Linked DNA regions of Mus musculus: all the other regions are linked to region 2. Evidence: chromatin contacts called from public HiChIP or PLAC-seq and promoter capture Hi-C data. All regions are on one chromosome and are shown on one strand. Each heading gives the region's core, a stretch centred on a gene start, on an enhancer-like site or on the middle of the called end of the contact. The rest is flanking DNA. Distances are from core to core; before and after follow the strand shown. Region 1 overlaps Galnt17 (polypeptide N-acetylgalactosaminyltransferase 17). Region 2 holds the start of Galnt17 (polypeptide N-acetylgalactosaminyltransferase 17). Region 3 overlaps Galnt17 (polypeptide N-acetylgalactosaminyltransferase 17).

What was found. Promoter capture Hi-C pulls out the DNA fragments that hold promoters and counts their contacts. HiChIP or PLAC-seq counts read pairs in DNA pulled down with a chosen protein or histone mark.
Region 1: a promoter capture Hi-C map of hippocampal neurons shows a contact between it and region 2, with 4 times the contacts expected there. The contact joins the enhancer-like site here to the promoter of Galnt17 in region 2. A contact is called at or near these places in 5 of 39 promoter capture datasets (embryonic stem cells, hippocampal neurons and stem cell-derived epiblast-like cells), 11 of 484 Hi-C or Micro-C datasets (cerebellar granule neurons, cerebellum, cerebral cortex and 5 more), 11 of 115 datasets of contacts at active chromatin or transcription factors (VIP interneurons, embryonic basal ganglia, embryonic forebrain and 7 more) and 4 of 9 other capture datasets (adipose tissue, embryonic stem cells, liver and 1 more).
Region 3: an H3K4me3 HiChIP or PLAC-seq map of embryonic forebrain shows a contact between it and region 2, with 6 times the contacts expected there. The contact joins the enhancer-like site here to the promoter of Galnt17 in region 2. A contact is called at or near these places in 3 of 39 promoter capture datasets (embryonic stem cells, hippocampal neurons and second pharyngeal arch cranial neural crest), 3 of 484 Hi-C or Micro-C datasets (all in uterus), 7 of 115 datasets of contacts at active chromatin or transcription factors (VIP interneurons, embryonic forebrain, embryonic midbrain and 4 more) and 3 of 9 other capture datasets (adipose tissue, embryonic stem cells and liver).

Annotation. Positions count from the first base shown.
Region 1 is chr5:131,022,869-131,026,222 of GRCm38.p6, forward strand. The region is part of intron 5 of Galnt17 (polypeptide N-acetylgalactosaminyltransferase 17); the gene reads right to left. Among named protein-coding and RNA genes, the nearest start is that of Gm40338, 60 kb to the right of the region's middle. Within about 2 kb of position 1,848, at least 16 of the 459 cell types and tissues checked have an H3K27ac peak or open chromatin away from gene starts, as enhancers often do. A contact at or near this core is called in VIP interneurons, hippocampal neurons and olfactory sensory neurons, where this site is marked.
Region 2 is chr5:131,305,831-131,309,427 of GRCm38.p6, forward strand. It overlaps Galnt17 (polypeptide N-acetylgalactosaminyltransferase 17), which reads right to left and starts at 1,692. Exons shown (of 11, transcript NM_145218.3): 1 at 533-1,692. The coding sequence starts at 770.
Region 3 is chr5:130,937,069-130,940,569 of GRCm38.p6, forward strand. The region is part of intron 6 of Galnt17 (polypeptide N-acetylgalactosaminyltransferase 17); the gene reads right to left. Among named protein-coding and RNA genes, the nearest start is that of Gm40337, 84 kb to the left of the region's middle. Within about 2 kb of position 1,358, at least 62 of the 459 cell types and tissues checked have an H3K27ac peak or open chromatin away from gene starts, as enhancers often do. A contact at or near this core is called in VIP interneurons, embryonic forebrain, forebrain and 2 more, where this site is marked.

The sequences.
Region 1 (3,354 bases), core at 598-3,097, 280 kb before region 2:
GCGTGTACTGCTGCTCAAAGAGTTGCCATGGAGACTTCACAAAGCATCCCACTGTTCTGCGGGTCACCCTTACAGGTAGAGTCGGCCCAGCGTAGATTTCAAAGAAAATATCAACAGACGCTCTTAGCATCAAATGTCACTGTGTCCTCAAAGATAGCTTAACTCGGAGCGTCTGCATTTTTTACAGGCCCATTGCATCTCAGGGTGAGCGGGGACCTTAAATGTCACCTGTTTCAATACTATTCTTCTCTCTGATGTAGTCATCTCACTCCGTCTAGAACATCTGTCTCTGGGGGTTTCTGATTCTGCCCAATAATTCTTCCTATGTTGCTTCTCAGATATACCACAGGGCTCCCTCCAGCTCAGCATCTGCAAGATCCTGCCACACACCAATGCTGTTCATCTTGGCCCTGAAGAATGTTCACCTGTGTCCTATGCAGGATACTCCTCTCTTACACTCAAATCTCACGACCTTAACATTTTAATTCCTGGCTTAGAAATCCAAATTCCATTGGCCCCAAACCTTCACTTTCTCTAAATTTTGCCTTTTCTTTGTTTTATAGCCCTCTCCTCCCCTGCTCTCCTTCCCTTCCTGACTGAGCTCAGAACTTCACACATGCCAGGCAAGTGCTCTACCACACAGCTACACCTCCAACATAGCCTTTTTGATATTGCAAAATAAATATACAGACAAAAAAAAAATAAGTAAGAGCCAGACTTGATGGCATATGCCTGTAACCTCATTACTTGTGTTATAGAGGCTATCCTAGGTTACATAAAGAGACCATGTCTTGACTAAAACACACTGCTAAATGCAAGACCAAAGCCAGGTAAGGCTGGGATGGCTTACTTGGTAAGCATGATGACTTAAATTCAGATGCCTTGGACTCATGATGCCAAAAGTCCAGATGTGGTGGTGTGTGTGCTCTTGTAATCCTGCCACTGGGGAGGTAGGGGCCAGGAAGATCCCTGGGACTTGTGGCAGTGAACCTCACATAATAAACAAGTTCTAGATTCAATGAGAGACCCTATCTCAAAATATTAGGTGGAGGGTTAAGGAAGACATCCAGTGTCAACCTCTGACCTCCACATGCATGTATGTATACACACACATATGTGGTACATACACACATATACAACATATACAACATATGGTGCATACACACATATACAACATATACACTTATGGTACATACATATATATCCTCCCCACACATATACATGCATATGGGGTCCAACACACATATACAACACACACATATATGGTGCATACACACATATACAACATAAGCACATAAGTGGTGTATACTCACATGTACAACACATATGTGGTGCATACACATATATAATACATACACATATGTGGCACATATACACATATATACACATACATACATATACACAACACACACTCATATGAGGACTCATATGAGGTTCATAAACACATACATAACACATACACACATATACAATGCACACACATATATGGTACATACACATATATACAGCATACACACACATTGGTATATACACAGCACATGAACACACGCACACAAACACACTTTTCAAATAGATTCATGCTGAATTTTCCACTTCCTAAATTGCCCTTTCTGGAGAATGATGGTACAGTGTGGATGTTCTTCTACCCCCCCCCCCCCCGATGTTCAGCCATCTGTAGAATGAATACAGAGAGCACTTGGCCTCCTCCAGCTGCCTCTTGTTGTGGGACCCATGGGATGGTGTGCCTGTCCCCCTGAACCTGTCCTTCAGAATCAGAAATTGCAATGGGTGCGGGCTGCAGTAACAGACGCTCCCACCCTTGGCAGGCTGTCTGCTGCCTGTGCTCTAGAAAAACAGCATAGTTCCCAATGGGCCACAGTGACTCATCCTGTAGCTCAGTTATTATGGGCTACATTGTATCATCTGAAAATGTGCATGTTGAGACCTTGGTCCCTTGCCCCTTGGAGAGGAAGTATATTTAGAGGAGGGGTCTATGAAGATGGGAATTAATGAGAGTGAGGTCATTAAAGCAGATCCTATTTGTTACATTGGGATGGAAACTGTCCCCCAGGGTCTTAATCCCCAATGAAATGATGCCAGAAGCAGGCTTTGGGAAATGACTGATTGGACCATGAACTCTCTGAGGTTACAAATGATTCATCCATCCACAGGTTTGTAATTTGATTGGCTACTGCAAAGGTGGTGAACACATGGGAGGTGGGACAAGCTGAAGGTGTGTGTGGGGTCCTTAGGGTATGTTCTTGGGGGGGCGGTTGTCCCTTACTCTCTGCCACCTGTTTTTTTCTGTCTCTCTCATTTCATCTCTTTTGTCTTTTTTTCCTTTCTCCTCCTTTCCCAACCTCTCTCTCCTCCCCAGAAAAATGATGCTCCTCCTCCTATGATGATAATTCAGATTCACCAGAGGCCTGAAGCAATCTATCCAGATGACCACACACTAAAATCTCCAAAGCTGTAACATAAAATACAGAAGGATGACTAATAAACTAACCAAATATAACTAGTGCTCTTGAACAAAGAGGAGGTTAGGACCAACATGCATGTGTGTGTGTGTGTGTGTGTGTGTGCATACACAGGCACACATACAGGCACATACATGCAGGCACACACATGTATGTATTATACACATGCACACATGCAGGCATACACATACACATGCATAACATGCAAATACACATGCATATACAGGCATGCATATACACAGGCACTGCACATATACAGGCATGCATACGCACACACAGAAATGATGAAAACGATATAAAATACAAAAAAAAAAAACCAATCCAGCAATAGCAAGTGATGAAAAGAGATGACAGAAGAAACCAACACCCTCATAACTTGATCTTGAATTTCTAGCCTCCAGAGTCAAGAAGAAATAGATGCATTATTTAGAACACCCAACTGGGGCCTTGGATACCAGCATACATTAGTGCATGAAGGAAGACAGGGTTACAGGAACAGAACATAAGCATAATAATTTGGTCATGAAAACCTCCTGATTGCAAAGGTAGTCATAACGAAGCAGTCATAACAACGGTTTGAAATCCCCAGAGACACACTTCCTCCAAGAAGGCCACACCCTAATCCATCTAATCCTTTCAAATAGTGCCACACCCTGGCACTATTTAAGCATTCAAATATGTGAGCCTGTGGGGTTCTTATTCAAATCACCACAAAGATCAACACAGTTATCAGATGGCTAGATAGATAAACTCAAAACTAAATTAGGTCCTAAGGAAGGTCCTTCCACAAAGGGACTGTTTATTCAGCCTGTGCTTACAAATAGAGTGGATGATAGTTTGATTGGCAACTATTGGTGAGTAAGGTTCTAGCTGG
Region 2 (3,597 bases), core at 442-2,941:
TTTGTGAACAAACCCCTGCTTCCCAGACCCACTAAGAACTTGACCCTCGATTGCCACGAGGTTCGGGAGTAGACTGGTTGTTAATAGACCACCTTGCACCCAGGCAGTGGGGAGGAAAGAGTCTGCATTCTTAGTGATGCAATCAACCTAAAGGAATAATGTATTTACTCGAGCCCTCACTTTGCAAGCCATGACACCCACTTCCCTACCAGCTCCTCCATCAAACACCATGAACTGACAGCTATTTCCTTTCTAGAGGTTCCCAGTCTGCAGTATGTTCTAAGCTGGAGTCACGAGCAGAGACCAAGAGTCGACTGTAGTGGCAGGTTTCTAGAGGAAGACCAAACTTCCAGCTGCAGTATATCATGAAAAAGAATCCGGTGGTGGTTTCTACAATAGTCCCAGGCACAGGGCAGGGATGGAAGAGAGAGATCGGGCTGGTTCAGATGTCAGCTTAGGATACAGAGAGCCAGGGAGATCACCCTGTGCCCTGCTTGCACCACGACCCACAGGCGGCAGGGCACGTCCTTACCATTAAGCTGCCTGTAGACGATGTCCTCCAGCAGCGACAAGCGCTTCAGGACCGCATCCTGGATGGGGCTGGCGCTGTGCGCGCTGAGGTTGGCCACCTCTGCGCGAGGCCGGATCTCGTGGAAGGCGTCTCCGCTGCGCACCGCGATAGGCCGACACTTAGCCAAAAAGATCACGAAGCCGGCCACCGCGATCAAGTTCAACACCAACAACACTTTGACTCTCCTCAGTGAAGCCATCAAACAACACGGCCGGTCCTTTCCCTGGACCCACGCCTCTACCAGCCTCACCTGCGAGGCGCAGGGCAGCCTGAGACGGAGTAGACCCCACACACCGAACAATGGCCGAGGGAGGGGGCAAAGGGCTGGGGGTCCCAGCTGCTGTTGACCACAAAACGCCGATTCTCTGGCGCCAGTAACCACTGGAAGGACGCGGCTGATCTCTCACATGGAAGCCCCTGGCTTGCAAAAGTGTCTCTGAAATGCCTGCTCCGTCCACAGCACGCAGTCCCTTCTACAAGACAGCAAAAGATAAAGGTCCCAGGGTCTCTCCCTGTAGAACAGCAAACAGGTTGCCTTTAGACTTTGGACCTCCTCCGCAGACGTAGACCTTCAGGAACAATCCTTTGGTAGTCGGAATGCTCTGGGGATGTGGCGGGAGTGGCGCGCAGGTGCCGGGCTCCAGCTCTGCGCCCGCCGGCGGAAGAGCGCGCCACTCCTGGAGTTGCGCGGCCGACACTCTCGCCCGCAGGCGGCCGTCGCAGGGCGAAAATAGAGTTCTTCAGCAAAGGACCCGCTCCTCAGGGCGGGTGTCTTTGTTCAGCTCACCGGCTCTCTCCATCACTCTGAGAAGAGGAAAACCCCGCGCCCCGTGCCTGCATCCTCCAGGCTCCGCAGTCACGCTCAAATCTCAATGACTCTCTCAAAGTGGAGGGGGGGACAGCAGGAAAGGGGCGGGAGCAGGGACCCAGCGCGACGTCCTCTCCGCCCCCACCCCGCCCGCAAAACTCACCAGTGCGCACAGCGCCACGGGTTCCCGGACACGTTCCAAGTCCCTACACGAGCCTCCGGGGCCTGCCGGACACACTGGCTTGTCTCGGGAGGTGGCGCGTTGCGAGGCTGGCCGGAAGGAGGAGTCGGACCTCCAAAGTCACACCAGTTGTCTACACGCCTTTCTAAATGTCGCGGGGGAGGGATGCGCGCTGGCGCCCCCGCAGCCTGTCACCACGGCCCGTGCAGCTCGTCCCAAGCCCCCAAGGGAACCAAGATCCGAGTGTCCCGATCACCGGATGCAATGACACCGCGGCTGCGGCACTAAGAGTACACACGGTCCCCTAGAGGGAATGGTGGGATAGATTGGAGCAGCTGGGAGCCAAGAGGGGATGCTCAGGTGGCGACGGAAGGCGGGGCGCGGTCCCGAGGGGAGCGGCTGCGGCGCCGACTCCTCCTTCGCGGTCCCTTGGTCACCCTCTTCCCTGAGAGCCAGTCGCCAACGCCGCTGCCACCCGCAGGCTGCGGAGCGCACAGCTAGGGGAAGCTGGCCCACTCTTGCGCGCGCACCCGGAAAGGGTGGGGGTGTCTGGAGAGAGCGGGGAGCGCGCCGGACCAAGAGCAGTCATGTCCTGTTGGCTGCTAAGGGCTGTGAGGGACCCTTGGGGTTCTCAGCGCTCTCTAAGCAGCCGGGTTTGTTCCATCCCGGCAGACGAGGAAGACATCCCTTTCTCTTGGCTTAGCTGCTCTGCTTAGCTTGGCCCGGAATGGCTAGAGGGAAAATCTGGCCTGGAGACTCGGATTCCGCTACTTTCAGAGCAAGGCCCTGTGTCCTTCTTGCTTGAGCCCTGGGAGAGTTCTGACCATCTTAGTTGGTGCTTCTGTGCTTGCCCCTACTCTGTAAACTCTTATTTTGGTGCCATGCACTTGGATTTATGGCCCTGATGGGTCTCCACAACCTACTTCTTTTCCTGAGACCCAGGAGTTCCAAAGACTGGAATCCAAACCTGCCCTCTAATTTTTTTTTTTTTTTAATTGCTTAGGCCAGAGAAAGAAACCAGACTGCCAGCAGATAAGAATCAGCTGAGTGAATTCAGGGACTCCCACTTCATTCTTCCCATCCGATTAAAGTTTGTTGCTGTTGTTCATTGGTTAGTTTTGTTTGGTTGACTTAGATTTAAGCTTTTGGTTGGAGCATGGAAGGGGGGCGGTTCAGGGGGCATGTTCGGGTTTGGGGGTTTGGAGATGGGATGTAGTTAAGCTGTTGAGCTGAAGTTGAGTGCTTGCCTAGACCTCAACTGGATATTCCCACCCCACCCCCCACCTCCAGCTCTTCACAGCCAGGCTTGCTGGTGGCAAGCCTATAATCCCAGCACTTGGAAGGTAGAGGCAGGAAGATCAGAGACTCACAAGCATCCTTGTCTATAAAGTAAGTTCCAGGTTAGATTGGTTGGGTTTCTTTTAAAAGGGAACGAAGTGTTTTCTTGTTTGCTTTTGTTTGTTTGGACCTTGATGGAGATTTTAGTGTTCCTTTGTTTATGCCATCTCAGTTAGCCTAGGCTAGTTAGCCCCTAACTGATGATTCCTGATCTCTTAACTTCACCTCCCAAATACTAGGATTGCAGTCCTAGCCACCAAGCCTGGCCCTCATTTCAATAAAGGTATTGTTGTTTGGGGGCTTGGGGGGGGGGGAGGGAGTTCGTTTTCCTTTGTTGTCCTTGGTGTTTTACACAATTAACAGCAAGCACCTTTACAGTTTTTCACTAAAAAAAAAAAAAAAAAAAAAGGACATGGAGAGCCAGGCTTGGTGGTGTGGGTGTCAAGTCTGCTACTCAGAGGTCTGAGTGACACAGGAAAAGTCCCCAGAATTCCAAACATCATACAGTCACAAAAACTACCTGCAGCTGTCAAAACCACGCCCCTGCTAGAACACGAGACAAATCACAGTCAACTGCTATGGACAATCTGAGGCAGCCTCATATCCCACACCTGGGATTAAAATGAAAACATTCTTATGTTTCTGTGTTTTTAAAGAAACCAAAATTCCCACTACAACTTCTCATGATGGAACAGTAAG
Region 3 (3,501 bases), core at 108-2,607, 370 kb before region 2:
TCTTGCTAGGCATGGCGGTGCACACCTTTGATTACCACTCTCATGAGGCAAAAGCAGGCTGATCTATGTGAGTTTGAGACCAGCCTGGACTACATATTAAGTACCAGGATAGCAAGGGCTACATAGTCAATGTGGTGGTTTGAATATGCATGGCCCATGGGAAATGGCACTATTAGGAGGTGTGGCCTCACTGGAGGAAGTGTGTCACTGTGTAGGCGGGCTTTGAGGGCTCCCAGGGTTCAGTGTAGAAGAGAGACCTTCCTCCTGGCTGCCTGCAAAAGACAGTCTCCTGACTGCCTCTGGATCAAGATGTAGCCTTCTCCACCACCGTGTCTGCCTGCATGCTGCCATGCTTTCCCGCCATGATGATAATGGACTGAACCTGTGAAACTGTAAGTCAGTCCCAATTAAATGTTGTCGTTTATAAGAGTTGCCTTGGACATGGTGTCTGCTCACAGCAATAAAACCCTAAGACAGTCAGATTCTGTCTCAAACAGGGGAAAAAAAATGAACAACAACAACAAAAACCTTCCTTTCATTCTTCTTTTGTTGTTGACAATTTTAGACAAGGTCTCCTGGAGCCCAGTCTAAGTCATAATCCTGCTTTTACATCCACTGTACTGAGATTGCAGGTGTGTCAACCATGCCCAAGCCCAGGTTCAACATCCTTCCTACCGGAAATGGGTTGATCGACTTTAATCTGAGTCACATTCCCAAATTATGGGTTACAAGATGATCTGTGTTTGGAAATCCTAGCTTTGTGGGTGATATAGTTGAATGGTCTTATCATAAAAACCCCAGATTACTTACATGAAAAATCAGAGTCTTGAGAAGCGAGATGGCTCAGTGGTTCAAAGCACTTGCTGCTCATACAAGCACCCAAGATCAGTTTCCAGTAACCACATTGGGTTGCTTACAACAGCCTGGAAAAACAGCCCCAGGGGGTTCTGATACTTTCTTCTGGCCTCTCCAGGTACCGGGTAGAATACACATGTATACACATAAATCAAAATCAAAATAGCTAACATTTTAAAAAAGAAAATAAAACTCTCAAGGAAAACTTGGAGCATCAACCAGTTGAGACAAGCTAGACAGACCTCTGCTTCCTCCTCCTCTGGCGGACCCTCCCTCTTTGTTTCCTTTGTCTGGTTCTCCTGTTTGCCTTCTCTCTCCTCCTCTTCTTCCTCCTCCCCCTCTTCTGCCTCCCTCCCCCTCCTCTTCCCCTCTCCTTTTGGAACAGTCTTTCTGAGTACCCCAGGCTTACATGGAACTCACAATCCATCTGCTTCCACCTCCCACATGCTGAGCTCACAGGCAGGCCCGCAGGCATGCACATCTAGTTAGGGGGTTCTTAACTTCCTTCCGAGTGGATGAGCTTTTATACCCAACAGCCTTTTAGGACAGAGGCACCACCATCCCACTTGTGGAGAAAGCTGAACATGTGGTCTGCAGTCGTTGTCGTCCACCCCCCCCCCCCAGCTCTGCCTGCTTATTGGCCCTCCCAGGGAGTACAGACTGACCACTCCTGGAGAGATGGATGCCCACTTGGCTGAGGCAGCCACGGATGACAGCTCCCCAGTGTGGTTAATGGTGACCCTCTGACCTTCTCGCCTTTGATTTCCTTAATGCAATCGTTCTGGTTCCTTGCTGCCTGACAAAAGGTCAGCTCTTGTTTATCCTCTAATAAATGTGGTAGGAAAGAGAGGGAAAGAGGGAGGGAGGGAGGGAAGGAGGGAGTGAGAGGGAGGGAGGGAGGGAGGGAGGGAGGGAGGGAGGGAGAGAGAGAGAGAGAGAGAGAGAGAGAGAGAGAACACAAAAACCAACAGAAAATCTCACTGCTGTCACCAGATAATCCAGGGCAAACTGGCTCCTTTTTGGTTTCATCTTTGAACGTCTAAATTTGTGCCACACTTGACTGTGTTGTCACTGGCTGTCATGAGCAGCATCTAGCCCTTTTGTGGAGTAAGTGCTTCTCAAAAAAGACCAGGCTTTTTTTTTTTCTGAACAGGCTGTATTTTTGGCTGCAGTCTTGAACTGCTGGGAATGCAATTGCTTTTTAATTGGAACCAGCAACCAAGGTTGGCTTGGATTCAAAGCCAGGCCTCCCAGCATCGGCAGGGGCTACCATAGTCTAGGGACAGGGGAGTGGAATGGCCAGAGTGACCCACCTTCAGGCTGGGACTCCCAGGGGAGGATCTGTTCACACCTAAGGACCTGATAGCTTGGGATTAGAATTTTTATTCCCTGACCTAGAAAAAGAAGTGCTTGCCATTCCCAGGGACTGGCAAACCAAGAGCATGCTGCACAGCTAGGCAGAAGGTCTCCCCCAACCCAGCTGACATCTACATGGGTGGGATGAAGAAGCTCAGGGGAAAGGGAACAAAGGAATCTCAGAGGAAAATTATCCTGGTTTTCCGTCAATGTTACAGCCCAAATGTCCTTTCCTTCCCAAAGGAAACGGTTGCAGGGATGCATGTTCTCACTGTCTGTCACAGTGGGGGTAATGAATGTTCTGGAAGGAATAGATCACTTCAGGTTCTCATTGTGCCAAGTAATTATGTCAAATTAAATGTATTAATACAACAGTACCTTTCATTTAGCCAGTACGCTAAAGAGCCCATGCTTTAGCTGAACATCTACACAATGGCTTGCTATACCACACTCTCATCTCTGTGAATTCCTTTGATTCAAAATGAAAAAAAATTAATTTGAATAAATGTATGAAGGGCATGATGCTGAAGGCCAGGTCAGCCATTCATACTAAGAAGTAAAAAAAAGAAAAAGAAAGAAAAAGCAAAATGAACACACAAACACACATGTGCATACACACACGCATACACACACACACACACACGCACATGCACACATATGCAGACACACACGCAGACTATGAAGAGGTCAGCCCAGAGCATCAACAGATTATTTTTATATGCACTTAACTTCAGAAGGGTAACTCCAGTTAAATTCATTGTTTCACCAACTTGCCCCTGGTTGGAAATACTTGTTTCTGTTGTTCATGTCTGCACCCTGTCTAGGGCGGACAGACATTTCTTCACATCTCCTCAGAACAGGTCTTTGGCTTGATTACTTCCACAGAAAGGTGGGGTAAACAATTAAAAGCCAAGATGTGGCTGGATATGGGTGTGCTGGTGTGTGTGGTGGTTTGAATGTGAAACGTCTCCTTTAGGCTCACATGTTCGAAACACTCGGTCGCCAGTTGGCGGTGCTGTTTAAGAAAGCTATGGAACTTTTAGGAAGTAGAGCTCTGTTGGAGGAAGTATGTCACTGGAGGTGGGCTTTTGAGGGTTTGTAGCCTCACCCTACTTCCTGTTCTTTCCTGTTGCTTCCTGTTCAAGTGAAGTGCCATCTTCCTGCTTCAAGTTGTGAGAATGTTCTCAGGTTTCCACTGTCCAGCCTTTCCCATTATAATAGATTCTATCCATTGGGAAAGTACAGGGCAAAGTAAACCATTTCCTTTATAAGATACTTTTGCTCATAGCA